7 separate regions of the Mus musculus genome follow, and regions 1, 2, 3, 4, 6 and 7 are each linked to region 5. A link is a contact called in public Hi-C, HiChIP or PLAC-seq and promoter capture Hi-C data. All regions are on one chromosome and are shown on one strand. The core of a region is the stretch at or near the end of the contact, and the rest is flanking DNA. Distances in the headings are between cores, read along the strand shown. Region 1 overlaps Dpyd (dihydropyrimidine dehydrogenase). Region 2 overlaps Dpyd (dihydropyrimidine dehydrogenase). Region 3 overlaps Dpyd (dihydropyrimidine dehydrogenase). Region 4 overlaps Dpyd (dihydropyrimidine dehydrogenase). Region 5 has its middle 3.5 kb from the start of Mir137. Region 6 overlaps Dpyd (dihydropyrimidine dehydrogenase). Region 7 overlaps Snx7 (sorting nexin 7).

What was found. Promoter capture Hi-C pulls out the DNA fragments that hold promoters and counts their contacts. Hi-C and Micro-C count contacts between places; a contact is called where the count stands out from the background. HiChIP or PLAC-seq counts read pairs in DNA pulled down with a chosen protein or histone mark.
Region 1: a contact with region 5 is called in an H3K4me3 HiChIP or PLAC-seq map of embryonic forebrain, with 6 times the contacts expected there. The contact joins two enhancer-like sites. A contact is called at or near these places in 1 of 39 promoter capture datasets (hippocampal neurons), 6 of 115 datasets of contacts at active chromatin or transcription factors (astrocytes, embryonic basal ganglia, embryonic forebrain and 3 more) and 1 of 9 other capture datasets (embryonic stem cells).
Region 2: a contact with region 5 is called in an H3K4me3 HiChIP or PLAC-seq map of embryonic forebrain, with 5 times the contacts expected there. The contact joins two enhancer-like sites. A contact is called at or near these places in 1 of 39 promoter capture datasets (hippocampal neurons), 8 of 484 Hi-C or Micro-C datasets (the HL-1 cell line, the N1E-115 cell line, embryonic stem cells and 4 more), 8 of 115 datasets of contacts at active chromatin or transcription factors (astrocytes, embryonic basal ganglia, embryonic forebrain and 5 more) and 1 of 9 other capture datasets (embryonic stem cells).
Region 3: a promoter capture Hi-C map of hippocampal neurons shows a contact between it and region 5, with 5 times the contacts expected there. The contact joins two enhancer-like sites. A contact is called at or near these places in 2 of 39 promoter capture datasets (cranial neural crest and hippocampal neurons), 9 of 484 Hi-C or Micro-C datasets (cardiomyocytes, cerebellum, cerebral cortex and 5 more), 4 of 115 datasets of contacts at active chromatin or transcription factors (astrocytes, embryonic forebrain, embryonic midbrain and 1 more) and 1 of 9 other capture datasets (embryonic stem cells).
Region 4: an H3K4me3 HiChIP or PLAC-seq map of forebrain shows a contact between it and region 5, with 4 times the contacts expected there. The contact joins two enhancer-like sites. A contact is called at or near these places in 2 of 39 promoter capture datasets (cranial neural crest and frontonasal cranial neural crest), 8 of 115 datasets of contacts at active chromatin or transcription factors (astrocytes, embryonic forebrain, embryonic hindbrain and 5 more) and 1 of 9 other capture datasets (embryonic stem cells).
Region 6: a Hi-C map of the N1E-115 cell line shows a contact between it and region 5, with 18 times the contacts expected there. The contact joins two enhancer-like sites. A contact is called at or near these places in 2 of 39 promoter capture datasets (cranial neural crest and hippocampal neurons), 1 of 484 Hi-C or Micro-C datasets (the N1E-115 cell line) and 6 of 115 datasets of contacts at active chromatin or transcription factors (astrocytes, embryonic basal ganglia, embryonic forebrain and 3 more).
Region 7: a Hi-C map of cortical neurons shows a contact between it and region 5, with 3 times the contacts expected there. The contact joins two enhancer-like sites. A contact is called at or near these places in 1 of 39 promoter capture datasets (hippocampal neurons), 3 of 484 Hi-C or Micro-C datasets (cerebral cortex, cortical neurons and forebrain) and 2 of 115 datasets of contacts at active chromatin or transcription factors (embryonic forebrain and forebrain).

Annotation. Positions count from the first base shown.
Region 1 is chr3:119,360,148-119,362,847 of GRCm38.p6, forward strand. All of the region lies in intron 20 of Dpyd (dihydropyrimidine dehydrogenase), which reads left to right. Among named protein-coding and RNA genes, the nearest start is that of Gm32577, 79 kb to the right of the region's middle. Within about 2 kb of position 1,439, at least 32 of the 459 cell types and tissues checked have an H3K27ac peak or open chromatin away from gene starts, as enhancers often do. A contact at or near this core is called in embryonic forebrain and hippocampal neurons, where this site is marked.
Region 2 is chr3:119,153,401-119,156,247 of GRCm38.p6, forward strand. The region is part of intron 16 of Dpyd (dihydropyrimidine dehydrogenase); the gene reads left to right. Among named protein-coding and RNA genes, the nearest start is that of Gm32577, 290 kb to the right of the region's middle. Within about 2 kb of position 1,386, at least 51 of the 459 cell types and tissues checked have an H3K27ac peak or open chromatin away from gene starts, as enhancers often do. A contact at or near this core is called in embryonic forebrain, forebrain and hippocampal neurons, where this site is marked.
Region 3 is chr3:119,240,398-119,243,097 of GRCm38.p6, forward strand. All of the region lies in intron 18 of Dpyd (dihydropyrimidine dehydrogenase), which reads left to right. Among named protein-coding and RNA genes, the nearest start is that of Gm32577, 200 kb to the right of the region's middle. Within about 2 kb of position 1,449, at least 1 of the 459 cell types and tissues checked has an H3K27ac peak or open chromatin away from gene starts, as enhancers often do. A contact at or near this core is called in hippocampal neurons, where this site is marked.
Region 4 is chr3:119,386,480-119,389,179 of GRCm38.p6, forward strand. All of the region lies in intron 20 of Dpyd (dihydropyrimidine dehydrogenase), which reads left to right. Among named protein-coding and RNA genes, the nearest start is that of Gm32577, 53 kb to the right of the region's middle. Within about 2 kb of position 1,437, at least 31 of the 459 cell types and tissues checked have an H3K27ac peak or open chromatin away from gene starts, as enhancers often do. A contact at or near this core is called in embryonic forebrain and forebrain, where this site is marked.
Region 5 is chr3:118,428,967-118,431,668 of GRCm38.p6, forward strand. No RefSeq gene overlaps it. Among named protein-coding and RNA genes, the nearest start is that of Mir137, 3.5 kb to the right of the region's middle. Within about 2 kb of position 1,450, at least 40 of the 459 cell types and tissues checked have an H3K27ac peak or open chromatin away from gene starts, as enhancers often do. A contact at or near this core is called in the N1E-115 cell line, cortical neurons, embryonic forebrain and 2 more, where this site is marked.
Region 6 is chr3:119,327,738-119,330,565 of GRCm38.p6, forward strand. All of the region lies in intron 20 of Dpyd (dihydropyrimidine dehydrogenase), which reads left to right. Among named protein-coding and RNA genes, the nearest start is that of Gm32577, 110 kb to the right of the region's middle. Within about 2 kb of position 1,439, at least 11 of the 459 cell types and tissues checked have an H3K27ac peak or open chromatin away from gene starts, as enhancers often do. A contact at or near this core is called in the N1E-115 cell line, where this site is marked.
Region 7 is chr3:117,838,895-117,841,594 of GRCm38.p6, forward strand. Snx7 (sorting nexin 7) reads right to left here. Exons shown (of 9, transcript NM_029655.3): 3 at 1,034-1,144; 4 at 1-90. Among named protein-coding and RNA genes, the nearest start is that of Gm52614, 16 kb to the right of the region's middle. Within about 2 kb of position 1,442, at least 12 of the 459 cell types and tissues checked have an H3K27ac peak or open chromatin away from gene starts, as enhancers often do. A contact at or near this core is called in cortical neurons and forebrain, where this site is marked.

The DNA.
Region 1 (2,700 bases), core at 189-2,688, 930 kb after region 5:
GCCAGAAGCTGGAAAGAACCCAGATGCCCCTCAACAGAGGAATGGAGACAGAAAATGTGGTACATCTACACAATGGAGTACTACTCAGCTATTAAAAAGAATGAATTTATGAAATTCCTAGCCAAATGGATGGACCTGGAGGGCATCATCCTGAGTGAGGAAACACATTCACAAAGGAACTCACACAATATGTACTCACTGATAAGTGGATATTAGCCCAAAACCTAGGATACCCAAGATACAAGATCCAATTTCCTAAACACATGAAACTCAAGAAAAATGAAGACTGAAGTGTGGACACTATGCCCCTCCATTGAAGTGGGAACAAAATACCCATGGAAGGAGTTACAGAGACAAAGTTTGGAGCTGAGATGAAAGGATGGACCATGTGGAGACTGCCATATCCAGGGAACCACCCCATAATCAGCATCCAAACGCTGACACCATTGCGTACACTAGCAAGATTTTATCGAAAGGACCCAGATGTAGCTGTCTCTTGTGAGACTATGCCGGGGCCTAGCAAACACAGAAGTGGATGCTCACAGTCATCTAATGGATGGATCACAGGGCTCCCAATGGAGGAGCTAGAGAAAGTACCCAAGGAGCTAAAGGGATCTGCAACCCTATAGGTGGAACAACATTATGAACTAACCAGTGCCCCAGAGCTTTTGACTCTAGCTGCATATGTATCAAAAGATGGCCTAGTCAGCCATCACTGGAAAGAGAGGCCCATTGGACACGCAAACTTTATATTCCCCAGTACAGGGAAACGCCAGGGCCAAAAAGGGGGAGTGGGTTGGTAGGGGAGTGGGGGTGGGTGGGTATGGGGGACTTTTGGTATAGCATTGGAAATGTAAATGAGCTAAATACCTAATAAAAAATGAAAAAAAAAAGAAAAGAGTAGAATCTCAGAGTGTGTGTTTCTAAGTTGTTGGACTTCCAGAATAGAACAAATGCACACAGTGAAAGCAAAGTAAACAAGAAAGGGCCATGAACGTTGAAGGCAGAAACACCTAAAATAGTGTTTGGTGCAATACTGCTCAGGTAAACTGCCGTGATGTTGCTTAGTTCAGTGGAGAAATCTTATAAACATTTTGCCTGTGGTATTTATGGTTTTTATTCTTAAAACTGTTAATATAATAACCTTTCATTCTTAGAAGAGTTCTAACTTTGATGATAAAGTACACAAGCCTTCTCCCAAAGGACCTTTACTATACACAAGTAAAAGATCCACCTTGCATGTAAACACCCACTCTAATTTGGTTCAACTAGCAAGTGTGGATGTAGGATGGCTCATCATTGGACCCACTCTTACCCAAGTTTTGGGTTCTGGTGTAGTGAACAGACAAAAACAAATACGCAGGAAAAGCAATCTGAAGGGAGACGCCATTGGATAGGTTGGAGGGTGCAAGAGAAGGCTTGGGATCACGGGGAGAATGGGTCCTTTCTTTTTTCTATTCTGTCTCCCAGGAATTCTTCACTAGAATCAGTCTGAGGCTAGAGTTTGAGGCTTTACATTCTCAGTTGGGAAGAACACCTATTTTAAAAAGCTACATATTTATGTTAACTGGCAATAACCTGGGGGTACCCATGACCTCGAGCCAGGCACAAAATGCCAGGAGGATATGACTCCTGTTGCACAAGGTTTGGGAGAGAGGACAAAGAAAAAGAAAGGAAGAACTAAGAATTCAGCCCAACAATACCAAAAAGAAAAGAGGAAGAAAAAACCCACAAAATTCTTTTCTGTATACTGTGGTTTGTTTTACTTAGGAAAACGGCTTGGTTGTACCCTGCAGCCCGCATTCATTGCCGTGATCTTTGACTGGCAGATGCAAAGTAATAGGATGCATATTTTAGTGCTTATTATAATACCCTGTCCAAAAACAACTTGACAAATTTGTGATTTCGACAATATCTCATTTTGCTGGCTGCAGCGCTCTGTGATTGTCTGGCCCACGTGGCTTCCCGATTATGCATACCACCAATACTTCTCATTAAAATGGCCACAGTTCACCAGTTTCGGTAGCTTGGAACGGACTTGGAATGAATTATTATACAACAAAGAGGCTGCTGTCATGCAGAACAAAAGACAAGCAAAAGAGAGCTTTGGCTTAATGAGGCTAAGTGAGTGTCTCCCCTGCATCACAGCTACTTGACGGCCTTTGAGCATGGATTTTTTTCTCCACAGGCCAAAACCTTTGGTCTATTATTTTGTGTTTATGCACCTCGAGGCTAATATACATTTTAATATGCTGCACATGGAGAAAAAAAATCAGCCATTAGATTAGAACATGTGCACTCCCTGTTAAATTAATGACAACCGAACACAGAGATAAATTTAGGTTTTCATATTTAATTATAGCACACTGCAGTACATTTAGCAAGGATAAATTGCACTATTATTATGCTTCATTTTTTTTTTGACATCTTCTCCTATTAACAGTGTACACTTGCCCCACCATCGTCCCCACCACCACCACCACCACCTTGTGCCAAGGTAACATAACTGTGAATATCATGCTTCTCTCGATGCCATCCAAGCTTAGCTGGTAGTGGAAAGGTCTAATATTTTGTTAAATTCAGTGAGAGGACTGGTGCTCTTCTGACAGCTGTGTGGAGTGAATAAAATGTGGTTTGTAAGAAAGATGGTTTGTAAGACCAGTCTAAGGGTGATTCACTTGTCATACCACCAAGCTGCAT
Region 2 (2,847 bases), core at 136-2,635, 720 kb after region 5:
CATGGGAGCTGACCATCTTATCCTTTGAGACAGGACATCTTACTTGGACCTCAGTCTCAATGAAAAGGTTAGACTGGCTGTCCAAAGATCCCCAGAGATCCTCCTGTCTCTGCTACCCCAGGGCTGGGATTACAATCCTTACAAAACAGCTTTGATGTGGTGGGTGGGGATTGAACTCTGGTCCTCAGGTGCTCATGCCTTCAGGACAGGGGCTTCACAGACAGTCATCTTCTCCTACTTGCTGTACGCATGTTCTACATGTATTCACTATCCGGAATAGAGTACTATGCTTAAGGACATTATGTAAGTTCATTAACTGGGCTTGGAATGTAGCTGCGGGAGAGGGTGCATGGATGTAACCTAAACTTCGTTCCATAAGTGTAAAATAAAATAAAATAAAATCTTTTCTATATGCTGCTATTGATTACAAAGGCCACTATCATGGTTGTTATTAAAACAACAGCAACAACAACAACTCCACTACTTCAAAACTTGCAATAAGAAACAGAGGCTTGCAGTTCATGTCCAGACTGCCGCCAAATTCTCAAGAAGTACATACAGGCCTCAGTGCAAACTTTCTTCATTTTCTGTATGCTTGAAGGCTATAAATAACCTAAGGATCATAGATATTACTAGGTTTTTAAAATGTAGGAATATGGAAGATCTGACATAAAACAAAGCAAACAACAATCAAAAAACCCAAAATAAATAAATAAACAAACAAACAAACAGAGAAAAATATTTTCTCCATCCAAATACAAAGAGAACTCCTGGGCCAGTGAGGTGGGTCAGCTGACAAAAGTTAAATCCCAGATTCCCAGGGAGGAAACAAAGAATTGAGTCCTGACCACCACATGCCACCTGCTCTTAGCCATATATGCAACCACACTAACACATCCTACTTACTACACATGTGGACATACATGCATGCAGGTCCACACACACACACATACTAATAATAAATGAAAATAACAACTATGGAAAGATCATATCAAACGTTTAAAATAATATCTAGGCTTGAAAAGAATGAAGCATATTTTTTTTTCTAGCCATGAGTGTGACTGACCAAGTTCTGATTTTATTTTTTAAATCCATCAACTTCCTCTTTACATCGGAAGCCACCCATCCTTCCCGTAGAAGAGGGTCAAGGGGGCTTTGGACCCTAGAAAGCTGCATCAGGCAGGAAGAGGTTGATTCTTTAGAACCTGGAAACCTGGGCCACAAAAGCCCATGGAGGTTGTCTGAGAGTGAAGCCCTCCTTTTGTCCGCAGTGGGAAGCTTTGCATCTGTAGGGTCCTGCCCAGCTCTCTCTGCCCTGCCTGCCAGTCCCCAGCCTACCCCGCTACAAAGGGTGGATCATTAAGCCATCCAGGCAGTGGGGAGTATTTTCAGAGAGTTGTTGCCCTTTCCAGCAGCCTGGCAGCGAGTGACCATAATAAATTATGCACAGCTCTGTGAGACTGTGACACCAGGCGCTGAAGGAGCAGCAGGGGTGGCTGAAAATCCATTATTTGAAATTTTTGTTTCTTTTTCTTACTAGATTTCATGCTGTTCCGCTTCTGTCATCTCTCTCCTTCTCTCCCCCCATCCATTGTTTTGAGGGGTTTGTGTCTGACAGTTCTTTTCTAAGGCAGCTTTTGTCCCTTTTTGTTACCTTGTTTCTGCCTTCTCTGGCACCCCCTCCCTTCTTGATCTTGTGTGTTCCAGCCTCCTTTTCCTTCTCTGTCTTACTTCCCTTTCTCTCTCCCCGCCTTATTGTCTCACATAATACAGACAAACAAGTTCTCTTTTTGTCTGCATTCTTCTGCACGGTGTTATGGAGTTGTCGTTTTCCCCTTCAGGATAGGCACGCTCACTGTATGCGCTATTCATTCGAGTCCGGAGAATTCCAAACACATGTCCGGAGGAGTGCCAGGGCTGGTGACAACAGAAAACAATCAAACCAACCAGGAGAGTCGTTCATTGAAAACAGCGCAGACCTATTTGTGCCCCACAGATCTGCTCCTACAGCGCCTGTTCGTTTATGCTACTGATGGCAGAACATTCAAAACCATCAACTTTTCTCTGAGAATAGAAAAATCCAAAGAGCCTGTGTTCTCACAGATCCAATTTCCTATTCATTCCATCCTTATCCTTCAGACCGCGACTAGCATCTGAAAAGACAGGTCCAATGGAGTAGATACTGACTCAGCTCATTCCATTTGAAGATTAAACAACTATCACATCCCATTCTGAGGTGCTGGGGAATCCTGGCTGGAGTAGTCATTCAGTTGTCTAAGAGCCTTTCATGTTCTTTGCTTCGTTATTTCTGCCCTTTCCCATTCCTTTCATCCATCTGAAAACTCATCACACGGTAGATAGTCTGCATCCCACCTTCTCCATCATCTCCCTTTGGACCACAGTCCTACATTATAGTTAGTGTTATAAGACAAACTTTGCACTCGTCTATTTGAAGTCAGTATTAGCTTGGGAAGTTTTAAGAGTTCTTGACAGAGAAAAATCCAAAAGCATGTCAGATTTTCCAGCTCCATTTCTCTATTGCTATAAATATATATTCAAAAACACAACCAGCAACCTCTGATGTGGTATAGCCAGAAGACCTTAGCAATACCTTTTAAGCAGCTAAATTTAATTGACTGAATTTAATTAACATGTTTACTAAATGTTAGAATGTTTCATCGAAATATAAATTGAACCTTTTCCTTTACAATTGTTCCATTTATTTATTGATTGATTGATTTTACTTTCTCAATTCTTCCATTGGTGACTTTGGTCTCTCCTAATTGCTTTTGTGTGAATCAATTTGATTTTCTGTTTCTCTGTGATTTTTCTCCTTATCTGTTTTCT
Region 3 (2,700 bases), core at 199-2,698, 810 kb after region 5:
CGTGTTTATGAATTTCTGACTCAAGTCTCCCTGAAGACTTTGGGTTCCATTGTGTTCCTCTAATAAATAATGGAACATATGTCTTGTTGCAAAAAAATATCCAAAATAGCACACTGTATTCCTAGCATGATGCTCGGTCTTGCCCTGGAGTCTCTGAGCGGAGATAAATGTGATGTTGGCAATGCAGCCAGTGTGTGTGGTGCTGAGGAGAAGTTTACCACATCTTCAGTTCTAGGGTGTTAATATGATACCTCCGTTCTGCCTCCTGATTGGAGTCTTCTCAACCCAAAAACTCTGAAATCAAATCTCTGTCCTCATTCTCCATACCTTAGCCTCTTTACATCCTCTTAGTGAATGAAGTAGTCTCTTGTCTGGGTGAGTCTTCTGAAGTAAAAAGTGTCGAAATAAATGGCTTATGACATGAGTAGTGTTGAAATAAACGTTTATTTTAACACTTCATAAGTCATGAGCCATTTATTTTAACACTTTTCACTTGAAGTGTTTAAATAATAGGTTTTATATAGGAATGTGTCATCCATTCTGTTTAATATAAAGTGAATATGTAAATATATCAATCTATCTAATCTGGATTTTCCACCCTTTGACTGCCAAACAGCTTGGTTGCCATAGTTTTTGGAGTAACCTGAAATTAAGCATTCTTTCTTTTATTTTTAGTTGATAGGTAATTTGGTGGTTCATAAGGCGATTGGAAATCATTTCATTAATGGACAATTGGCTAAATACCTTTCAGACTCCTATAACAAATGTCATCAAGAGTAGGAATGGACAGTTTCATGCTTTCATAACTAAAACAGCTTTTTCTAGAAAATAACGTGTGTGTGTGTGTGTGTGTGTGTGTGTGTGTGTGTGTGTGATGAATATCAACTTGTTTTCAGGATTGTTTGGGAGACTTGAATCAATAAATTAAACTTTGTCACTTCTGAAGGTGGGGAGGGATACCCAGAAGTTCTCCACTTCTCAGGAGAGAAGGGGAGAATGGATGGAGGATTTCTGTGAGTGGATACAGGGAGGAGAGCAAACGAGCTAATATTGGGATGTAAAGAGAATAAATAAAAATATAATAATAAATTAATTAAACATAGTGAAGTCAGCATTATGGCACAGATGTCAACAGTTTAAACAGAATGTGAGATTTTGGTGTGCATTGTTTAAATAATAAGATATATTACTGTTGTTATCTTCTGTGTGTCATGGCATTAAAGGTAGCATAAGCAAAATCCTGAAGAAAACATTTAATGCATATTTGGTCATTTAGTAAAGGCTAGATGTGATTGTGACTATGTTTCAGCAGGCAATTACAATTAATAGGAACAGTGACAGAGTTATATTTCAAGAAATTATTTTTCCTATTCACAAGTCTGTGCCGTTGTTTTTGCCAAGTAATATAGACTCGTGGATATTTTTATCTGAGCAATAAAAATCCAACTGTTACATAAGTGGTATTTTAAAAGTAATTTGTTGTTTTTCAGATGGTTTCTGCATTTATAGCAAAGCTCAAAAGGTAGCAAGAACTTATGTAACTTCCACCCAGTTTCTGCTATTTTTAATTATAAGGGATATTGTATTTTAAGAGTCTATCAAATCAATGCCCTATAGTGGATAGTATTTTTGCCAAAGCCTATGTTTTGAAAGGCTTAAAAGAGTGAGAGGAGAGCTACAAATATATGTGTTGTGGGCTCAAAGGAAGAAGTGCATAGAAAAGACAAACCAAGAGAGGTTGCACTAAAGGTAACATTTAGAAGAATTTTGGACCACACAGATGCTGATCATATGCCTGTTGGTGAGGCAGCTCCCTAGCAAATCTTGCTCTTGAGAATTTTCTCTCTCTCTCTCTCTTTTTTTTTTTTTTTTTTTTTTTGCCTTCAGGAGATGTTTTAGGAAATAACTAAAATCTAAGTAGTAAGAAGTATGCCAGAAGAATACAAATACTGGCATCCCTTTTCCAAAGTGACATTTTCCAATGTCTATAAATGCTATTGATTTCAAATTGTAAATTATTTTACTTCTGAACACACCATGTAGAATTATTTCAGTGCTGCTTGTGTGAGCTTGTAATCATCGATTGTAGCATTAGACACTCCATAAACATGCCATTGTGAATAACGGAACTTGTTAGTGTATTGTTTGCCTACAGTCTGTAGTTCCTAGCCCATGTTGGCAGCCCCACACCTGCTTCTGACATTCTGTTCCTGCTAGATGTTAGAAATATTCTCCTTTCATGAGGGCTAGGAACTTTTACATTTCCTGGAAAGATCGTGTTTCTAAAGCATCCCAATAAAGCTTACGCATTTAGTGAAAATGAATACTATTAGAACTGATTATATTTTGCCATTTATCAATAGATGATCTATAATGCAAGCCAAACTATGTGGCACTGCATCCCACCTGTAATTATCCATTACTCCTGTTCCCTTTCTTATTGCATCCAGGAAAATGAACACCAATGTTCCAAAAAATGTGCACATTGTGATTGTTCCTCTCATTTATACTGAGTCAGTATCAGGTCTTCTTGAAAATCTTTGAAGAACTGTGTTATAATCTGATAATCTATAATCTGGTCTACTTCTTCCCAATTACAGAGAGTTCTATGGTGGAACAAAACCCTAGCAGATAGTAATTTTGGCAAAGTGTACTAAAAATGTCTCCCTTTGAGGCAGGGAAACCATGTTGTGGCCATAC
Region 4 (2,700 bases), core at 187-2,686, 960 kb after region 5:
CAAGGTGGATAGCTCCTGTGAAATCATACCCAAGATTGACCTCTGATTTCCACATGTATGCAAACATAAAAGCACACATGCACACATACCACCCACATAGGAACATACCTACACATGTACACCTACTCTCACAAACACATGTAAATAAAGGGGTATGGAGGAGATGCTGTTATCCAAGATCTGAAGAAACGCTCCCATGAAACTCCTACAGGAGATGCAAACAGACGCCACCTCTTTGTGGGTCCACTGTCCACACAACTCAACTCCTGGGCACTAGGGACACTATGGTGCTAGATATGGCTTATTCTCCAGTTCTAAAACAGAGTGGAGAAGGAGAAATGAAACCAGAAAACACAGTCATGTCCAGCAATTAACACTCTCTCCGAGAAGCATTCATAATTAAAGGGTCTGACTTTACTAATATGTAGGCTTCAACCCCTAAATACATACTCAGATGCATGGAATTCTTCTAAGGAAGAATTCCATAAACATCTTTGGCAGATCTACCGCATGATAGAGGCTGAGTTTCTTTGCTCCCTAGGCCCCCCCCCACACACACACATTTCTTTACCATACTGAGCTAACATTTTTGTCAAAAGGAGCTTTGAACACACTAGGGGGAAAAAAAAAAAACATGGAACATGGGCAACTTAGTATGTGACCCAGGGTTTCAACAACCACCCTGCTTTTTTAAAAAACAGAAAGGAAAAAAAAAAAAAAAAAAAAAAAAAAAAAAAACCCACGAACAAATTCAAAGCATTTTCGCATATTCGCATTGACAGGAATTGACTGTTTTGACAAGGGAAAACCATGGCATAGGATTTTTTAGATAAATTAACAGGAAGAACGTGCTAAATTAAAATCGTCGAATTGATTTCCTTTTTAGCTCAGCTGTGCGTTATATAAAAGGGTCAGAGGAAGGATTTATTATGGGCGATGAGTCTCTGTCATCCACTAAAGTACTAAGAGACCAGTGTATAAAATAAGTTGTCCATTTCAGACACCCTTTGTCTTTGAGGAAAGCTGCCTAGGTGGCCCACGGGTGGCTGCGGCATTGAAAGGAAATGGAAATTGATAATGGGTCCTGTTAGACTGATTCTCTGCATGTCCAATTCATAGCCTTTTGAAAAGGAGAGATTAAGATGAAACCTCATTGAGGGATACACATTTCGAAGAAAATAGAAACAAAGCTTTTGCGAGGTTATTTCAGTCGGTGTCAAATGTGAGAACGAGAGGACACAAACTCATAGGAAGAAAGGGCATTAGCAAAATCCCCAAACAAAGAAGGAACCCACAGCAAATACACGCAGCCGTCTTTGTGGATGCTCGCAGGAGAAGTGGTACAACTTGATTTACAAAGGGCCTGGATAATTATTTGTTACTTGGAGCCAACCCCGCTTCTCCCGCTGCAGCGGGCAGGCACTGACCATCTGCGTGTCTTCATTTTGCTTTTGTGTGGCTGAGAAGAACCACGCTGCTGCGTCTGGTGAGCCTTCCATGAAGAAACGTTAGAAGCGCTGGCTTTAAGTGTTTCAACTGCTCCCTCTGCTTCAGTCAGGGGATCGCTGCGCGTCTAACCACAAATAAATTGAAATATCAGCCGAAGAGAGGGCATGGCGCTCACTGATGGAATAATGGACAGCAGGTGGTGGAAGGTTTTGTTTTCAGAAAAGCACAGGAGGCTAGAAGTGACAAGAGTGATTTTTGCAAGAGGGCTAAAACTGTCAGGATGAAGTCATGAGGGTCAGTAGTTGCTGAGCTGACCTTTTTAAACAAACCCTGAGACCTTTCACTAGATCGTCACAGCAGTAGCACATTCATGCCAGAAAGGTTGCCCGTCCCTCTAGATGCTGAGAGTCTTAACAAAAAGCATATTTTCTATGATAGGGCCTATGTTTCTTCCCGGAGCTGCCTGAAACTCCCCCCTCCTGTCAGCCTGTGATACATGATTGTAACCATTCACCTGCTCCACCACACACAAGCATCTAAGCTATCCCTTAACACTTTCCAGCAGCCTCTGATATCATCTTCCTGTCAAATCATAGAAATCAAGGGACTCCGTGCGAAGTGGGGCGCTCAATGCACTAATTTCCATGTTCATGTCACCGCTGCATGGTCTTCTAGCTCAGAGACTTCTGGGGACTCACTGAGGGTTGAGACAGGTTAGGAAGCTGGCTTGACAACTCAGTCCTGTTCATGTTTGTAAGCCAAGCTATAGGATACAGGTGAGCAAGCTATTCTTTTCCAGTACTGTTCCGCCTGGCCATTATTATGTCCCCAGAAATGGCAATATGTCTCATACCTGGTTTGCTTTCTAATGAATATGTTTGCTTCAGAATTTCCAGCACCTAGAGAGAGGAACCTATTGTCTCCAAAGCCTAACTCACTTTCCCCCATAGCTGTGAAATAAGATTGTCTCTCTTCTTTCCGCCCAACGCAGTGTTTTAAAAGGGTAGCAGAGGCATCTATAATGTAAATGTGCAAAGTGCTCAGGGCCATGTGAGGATCCGAAGATCCGCCCATCTAAAATGTGCTCCCAAAGCATGAAATGTCTTCTTCATTTGCAAATGGATGATAATTATTTGTCCGCAGAAGACCTGGGGAGAACCATGGAAATATAAGCCAACCAATGTAAAGCAAGATGCACTTATGAGCATGATTGTAAAGCTTAATTTTATTTCATTTTTGTTTTGTTTTCTC
Region 5 (2,702 bases), core at 200-2,699:
CTAATTGTTTACTAAAGAATTGATGTAATTTTTTAAAAAGCAGAATAAAGTGAATATGATTATCTGTTTTCAAATGGATGTGAAAATCAGAGAAGTGTAGCCTATTTATAACAGGTAATAAAAGAATGCTACACGTATATAGAAGAAACTCTCTTATGATGTTCCTCTAAAAATATCTGAAAATTGCAAATAGGTGAGGGACAGTCACACACTGTTTGAAATATGTTCTCCCTCCATACATAAAACATTAATTTTGAATAATGGTATGCATTTAAATATCACAATTAACAGGGTGTGATATATTTTATTTCCCTATTTTTCTATTAAAAATAGAGTAGAATTTATTGATTATTGATAGTATACATCCTTTTCCTCTTCCTGACATCTCTACCCTTTCCCACATTGCCATATCACTCCTATCAAATGTTTAGTTTAGATCAGAGACACATCAAACAGTGTATGGGTGGGAGGAGGGACTATAAAACTTAATTTTTAAAAACTGTCCCCCATCAATTTTAAATGATACAAAATGTTTCTCAAAAAGGCATCCTGATCTGATTTCAATAAGTCATAGAGGGTACCTGGAAAAAATAACCCCTAGTCAAAGCTAGTGGTATTTACTAGATTGTTTTTATATACAGCATATGCTTTGCATGTATTTTGATCACAGTAAGAAAACGCATGATAGTTTTTTTTTTTTTTTAAGAACTGCTATATAAGTGCTCCTTTTCTTTTCTGTGACAGTTTGGTGCTGATTTTAAAAATTAAAAATTAAAAAAAAAGGCTTTAAAGGCATCATTTTTTTTCTCTCCAGTATGCTAAAGATGTTGTATATATCTTTTTTGCTTTTCTTTAAGGAAAGAATATGGGGGTTGCTTACACAGGGAATGAAAATTCTATTCTCCAACCCCCCCTCCCATTCTACTAAACCGTTTTAGTCGACATATGTTTGTTATCAGAGAGAGGTGCTGTGAACACACAGCCATTTTCTTAGCAGCTTTTTGACTGTATGTTACCATAGTCCCACAAGGCATTGGTCCTTTCCCATTGGGAAGTCATGAATAAGAGACTATGAAGCTCACACGTCAGATCTTCCTCAATTAATCCACCATTAGCATGTTCGGGGTCCACTACTGGATGGTTAACAGCGGCTTTTTGTAACTGTACGCCGACCATACCCAATTATGCTTTGCTAAAAATGAACTCTTTGCAGACCAAGCCTCTTGGGCTGTCAGTGTTTTCCGTTTTCCTATTTTAACGTTTGTGTATAGTGGCAGGCGACAGATGGTGTGGATCAGATCGATTTGATTGCATTAGATGATTTTCCCCCCTTCCCCACGCCTTTCTGGAAGCTCGCATCAGCTGAAGGCTCTCGCCTGGGACTCCTCCGAAGCATGAGCAAGCCGCCACCACGCGAAGGCACTGGGGCACAGCCAGCGAGAGGCGACAAGGTCCCTTCCCAGGGCTTGTTAACACTGTAACCGGGCGCTCAGAGAGCAGCGGCTCCCACTGCCCAAGCCTGCCTCGCCGCCCATCCGATGACTCCTGGCTTCTGCACACAGTTGGAGTTCAGCCGGCAACCTGGATTTAGAGGGTAAGCACTTCATTCTAGACGGATTTGTGACAGTTACTTTGCTATACCTGCGATACTGCAGACAAATCTCAGCAAACGCATAGGATGTAGGATGTGTGGGAGAGGGCGACTATGTTTACATCGGTAAATGGGTTTCTTTTTGTCTGAGACAGAGAGTGTTACTCGGTGACGATGTGTATAGTGTTTTGCCATTGATTGTAGGAGTCCACTACCACCCTCCTCCCGATTTTTTTCCCCTCTCCTTCGTGTTTTCCCTTTTCTACTTGAGAGGGAAGGAGAGATAGAAGAAGGGAGGAGGGAGTTAAGGAGGGAGGGGAGAAGAGAGGAGAGAGAGAGAGAGAGAGAGAGAGAGAGAGAGAGAGAGAGAGAGAGAGAGAATGAGAATATTTCTGCTTTAGCTTAATTGCCTTATTTCCTAAACCGATTTTTTTTTTTGTAGCTCGCTTTATGAATATTTGGTTTTTAATTACCAAGCGTTTAGCTAGGATGGGTGTTGGGGAGTGGGGGACAGGGTGGGGAAGTACAGAGGAACACTGCCATAGTGGCAGTGGCCTTGAGAGATCAAAAGGTGCTGAAAGCACCCCTTGCCCGAAAAACACACCTTCAGTTATTAGGGCGCGAGGGAATTGTAGATTCTAATAAACATGGCTTGCAGGAGTCGACGAACAAAGGTACTTAATGCGGACCTAAGCCTCCGCTGCTATTGCTCCGATAGCGGTACCTAAATATTCGAGAGGAAAGTGTAAGTTGATCAACAAACGCCCTGGTAGTATTGGGCTTTTTCCCTTTTCCGTTTTTTTGTGTGGAGGGTGGAGGGGGGTGGGGAGAGTGGATGGGTGGGGGAAATCCGACAGCTTAAGGAGGTTTGAATTGAATATGCACCCAGCGGCAGTGGTCTCGTAGGAAATGGTGTTCTCGTAAGTCAGGCTGCCCCGCTGAAGCACAAGAGCTGTGGTTAGAGCTCGGAGCGTCAGTTCTGGTGGGAGTGCTGCAGGCTGTCCGCTTGGGCTGAGCTGTCCACTGGTCCAGGTGCTGAAGTGTGGAGCATTTGGTATGTAGGGAAAGGGCTGACTCTGTTGCTTGGTTAGGAAGAAAACCTATCGCCTGT
Region 6 (2,828 bases), core at 189-2,688, 900 kb after region 5:
CTCAGCTTCCTGAGTTCTTGTATTACAAGCATGACTATGACACCCAGCCTAGAAAAAATTTCTCAAGTTACTCGTTTAAGACATTCTTAAGCGATATTTGTTTTCTTTGTCCCATAACCACTTTTGTCCCATGTCCTGTCTCTGGCTCTCACATGTCTCCGTGTATTCATCTGACCCATGAAGCCAACTTTACCCTTCATATTGTTAGCCTCCAAATCTGTCCTCTGATCAACAGATCTCTTTTTGGACCCTACACACCCATTTATTCAGCTTTCTCGTGGACTTTGCCACTCAGTAGTCCAGGTCACTGCTCTTTCTACATCCTAGGAATAAAACAATCGTAGCAATTATCCCCAACAATTACATAAGCATTTCATAATTTCCAAAGCGCTTTGGCATACATTATCTCACCAGCTGCTTTCTTAATGTAATAGCAGCAGTGGGCAAAAACCATGTCACTGATGACAGCTCTTTTCTGACCTTGGTCTCCCAGCCCCACCTACTGAAAACACCAGAACAGCTGGAGGAGAGCTTATTAGAGGCCGGAAGCTGACCTCGTGTGGGGACCTGGGGCTTGTAACAGCAGTAGTTGCCACCTCTACCTTCTCCATCTCCAAGGGGGCAATGCCACCAGCAAGAGGGTTCCTGGCAGACCTCAGGAGGCTGTGCAGAGCTGCAGAAAGAATACTCATGACCCACAGAGCCACAGTCTGAGGGTGGCAGGCATCAGCCTGTGGGAGATTAAGCTCATCTGCTCTCCGCCTCCAACCCTCACCCCCCTCCGATCTCTCATTTCTCCCGTGCATTAGCCATCATTTTGAAAGTTTTACTGAGTTAATTAAATTCTTCTAGTGTTGATGGTAAGAAAGCTGAAACATTTTCAACTGAGATTGACACTACTCAAGACACAGGCTTCGGTGGTGTTTGTTCAGTAACACTCGGATATGTCACAGGATTGCTGTGAGAACATCTGAGAGCTATAATGAGCTAAAAGTCAAGCACAGGGGAAAATGTGTTCCAGACTGCTGCAGATGTTCGCAAATCAAATCATATCTCTGTGAAATGCCATATAGAATATTCAGCTGCTGTAAGATGCAATGTGAGAGAACAGTTCCACTGATTTGCACTGAGTTTAACTTTTTTGGGGGGTAGCCTAAATCATATGGAATATAACGCCCCCCATCTTTGAATCAATTAATAACAGAGTCACTTGATTCTAATAAGTGGCATGAATGAATTTCTTGGGCTGAAAGTAGTGTATTCATTGATTTCAGTAGCACCCCCAGCCTGGAAAATACATTGATTAAGAGGAAGATGGAGAAGAAAGCTGGTACCCGTTTTCTTTCGTTTTCCCCTTGGCACCGACCTCAGAAGAGCTCTCTATTGAATTGATTCATGAAGATTCTGAAACGTCTCTCTGTAATATTATGCTGTTGCTGATCAGTCCTCCTCCTACCCCACCTCTGAAAATCAAAAGGAAGCTTAGCAGATGGTGGGCAAGGCACTGTTTATATCAATGAACCTTTTCTCTCAGCAGTGTAGACTCCATCACTCAGCCGTTCTCACACTCCCATATGTCTGGTACCCTGCCCTGGGATTAAAATATTATCTTCTTCAGTAAGTGGTAACACCGTGTAGAAATTGACAACTCAGATTACCAAAACTGAGATGAAAATTCTGAGGTGGCGTTAGAAAGTTCAGCAGAAATCTTAATTTCACATTTTCTAGAAATACTAAATTAACAAGTTGACAATATCAAATGCTGGCAAGAATACAGAGCAATAAAAAAAGGGTAATAGCTTACTAAATAATGCATAGAATGACACATTAAACATTCTTTTGATTATACCCAATACTCAACTCTGAACTTATAGGCATTTCTTCATGAAAAATAAAAGTAAATATTCAGTTTTGAGATAGAGGACCAGGTCATTTTTGAGAGATTTTGTATATTTTTTATTTTTTTGAGATTGTGTATTTTATATAAAACATGACATATAACTATAAAATCTCAACGATATGGCTACCTAAACCAGACCTTGAACAATGACATCAGTTGGCATCCCAACATGGATAGAGAAAATAACAACAACAAAAACACCACCCCTAAATAAAGAGCAACAGGTCATTAATGACTGCTGAGAAAACCAGGCTGCTCCAGAGCTGAGTCCCCTAACCAGTCATCCAATACTATGAGGTCATCCCTACAAACATATACATATGAGCAACACCAAATAGACTCAGTAGGTGGCATGGATATATTTCTATGTATGTGTACATGTATCAATACTACAGACAGAGCAAAGAAACAGAAAAGAACAAATATGAGACCATCAAATTAAAGAAGCCAGACATAAAAGAATACAATGAACAATTTCACTTAATGTGGATTTTAAGAGAAAAAGATCTATGTTATTTGAAATCATGACAAGGGTAGGAGACCAGAGGGAGGGAGACGGGAATGTTCTAGAGTGGTATTTTTATTCTCTTGGTGGTGAGAGTTGACTAGACACACATATTTGTGTAAGTTCCTCTAATTGTATATGTGGAAGTCTGCACATATCGCTATATACATAGGCGTGTATACATATAGTAAGGTAATTTTTAAAAGAAAAGCAAAAAACTTACTCTGAAACCAGAGGGTGACCATTTTATAAGATTTATAAACAAATATATATTTTAAGAACTACCAAAAAGACAGTTTGAATGTCCAAATGACTTTTAATCAGGTAGCCTTTGGGAAATAAAGCCCTTGTGAAGCTAACCACTGGAAAACAGTGACTGGTGTCTGATAAAAATCTTAGCCGGAAACCAGCACCAAGAAATTG
Region 7 (2,700 bases), core at 192-2,691, 590 kb before region 5:
AAACTTGTGCAGCGCCTTCCTGCGGGTCTCAATGAAGTCATCATTGAAACGTTCCACCATGCCTTTGACGATAAACTTTTCTGGCAATGGCTGAGACCAAAAACAAAAGCAACAACTATGTGAGAACACATGCCCATGGCAGCAGATTCAGAATGGAGGATGGAAGATGGAGAGGAGAGACAGAGACAGATACAAGGTGTATGGGGACAGAGGTCACAGAGGAGTGGTGGGGAACCACCATGTATGTATACAAATGCTCCTAGGAACCCTGCTGCTCTCTGTACCAACTTAAAAATAAAATAAAATTTATTTAAAGCATCTATCAGAAAGCTTTGAGATGGCCCAGCACCTAAAGGCACATGCTATCAATTCTGACAGCCTGAGGTTGATCTCAAGAATCCACAAGGTGGAAGGAGAGAAACGAATCCGACAAGTGGTACTCTGACCTGCGTACACGAGCTTGCTTACACACAAATAGCAATTATATTAAAACAAAACAAAAACAACCAAAAAACCCAGAATCTTGCCTATAACATGGCACACCAGGTTGCAAAAAATTCTGAAGACCAGTTGAACACCACCTCATCATTTATTATAAAAATAAGTTTAAAAGAAATCCAGGCTGGGAATATGACTTCCCAAGAAAATAATATTCCTGTTGATCAGGGTGATGACCAGAGCTCAAACTTTGGGGATACACTTGGTGGAAGGAGAATTCCCCCTCCCTCCAGTAGTTTGGGACCTTTCTTATATATGACAGCATCCTTAGGCTACCTCCACAATAAACAAACGAGTAAGTACAATATATTTAAAAACATAAAACTAGTCAGGAAAAATAAAATATCATTCCGTGTTATAATAATTTAAAAAGCTACAGTTAAATCAAAGAGTTTAGAAATAAATGTTCCTAAGTAAAAATCATTGGATTTAAAAGTATTATGTTTGGTACTATGTTTTAGACACTCTAAAATACTCAAGAAAACACAATGGCTATATTACAAACAACAAGCTCCACAAACCCTTATAAACTCACGGGAATAATGAGAGTGGGGTGTGCTTCTTCAAGTTTGCCCTTCAACCACAGGAAATCTTGATAACGTCGCCTGACTTCAAATTCACTGGAATCAAACTCCCCACGAGATGTCTGAGAGAAGAAGGAAAACATAGCAGCCCGTGCAGTGGAAGACAGAAGACATTTGCCTAATTCTATTTTAGATATTATGAAAAAAAAATAGGTCTCTAAGAAAACTTGAATCTTAATTATTCAGTGTTTGTCAGCCTGTATTTTCTTTTTCCAGTCATCTATTCATGCAGCAGATGAAATTAAGCGAACTTTCCGGTTTTTTTTTTTTTTTTTTTTTTTTTTTTCCCACAAAGAAAGCAAACACCATGCTTAAATCTAAAGTCGAAACTGAAAAATCTGTCTTCCAACAGCCATCTGGCTCCCGCAGGCTTTTGAGTACTATTGCTCTGGCGTGGCTTTTCTCGCTTAGAAAGTGTGCTCTGAATGTAGGTTTCAAACATTATTCTTTTCTTGACATGATTAGAATTCAGAATTTGAGGAAAGTTCTATTTTTAAAAATCTGGAAAATAACCTGAATATAACTGAGAAGACTGTTTTCTTGGAACGTGTTCAAGTGAGCTGCTTTCACTAAAATCTGCTGTTGGTATGTAAAAATTCCAACATTTTTTTTTGGAGTGATTTTGCCACTTTTTCCAAAAGAATATAATTAATGGATATTTAATGTAAAAATCTTTTATTCCTGTTATTTCTCAGGGGGAGGGTTTTATTTTATTTTATTTTATTTTGAGCTCTATGCTTAAAGTCTTAAAATTTTAGCAAATATATTAGGTCCGCTCTTCCTGGCGAACCAAAAATCTGTGCCAACTCATGTGGCAAGGCCATGGGTTCCATATCGACCTCACAGTTACTGCTTAAACCACAGGCCAAAAGAAAAGTAGCACTCCTCGAATTCATCTATGACATCTCCTGAGAAAATAACCACTTAACTGGATTTTTTGCATGCTAAAAATTATATACTGTAATATTTAGGTTGAGATTTTCCTGCAGGAGTGAAGATGGAATAAAATAAAAAATATTGCAAACATAGCTCCCATCCCAGAAAATAACAACTACCGACATGGGCGAACCACTTGAAAATTAAGCTGTCACAGGGTACAGTTTTAATGGCTTAGAAATTGCTAAGAAGCTTGTGGAATTACACCACCCTACAGAGTTGATATTTACAATATCATACAGTTTATCTTAGTAAACGTTCTCTTTGCAGTTGGAAAAGGTGGGGGTTCATCAGCTGCAGCAGCCTAGGGATCTAAATGTTCACAAAACACTTCAAAAATGTAGTCATTTTGCAAAATGACACATGATATGGAAACAGTAAGAACAGAAGATCTACATCCAGTAAAAACATGTTGAACAATATATATACACACTGACTGATATGTGGATGTACGTATGCATATGCATCACTCTTGCATATACACACACAAATCATCAGTTAGTCACTCTCTATCGGACGGAGCACCAGGCACTACAAACAGGTTCATGAACCACTTCCACAGCAATAAACTGGTATGACCATGAACACCAATGAAGCTTTCGAGCAATGGTCAGCGAGAATGTGATTCAGCTGTGTACGTTCTCAGTCACTTCCAAGTTTTTTTTTTTTCTTTTTTGGTTTT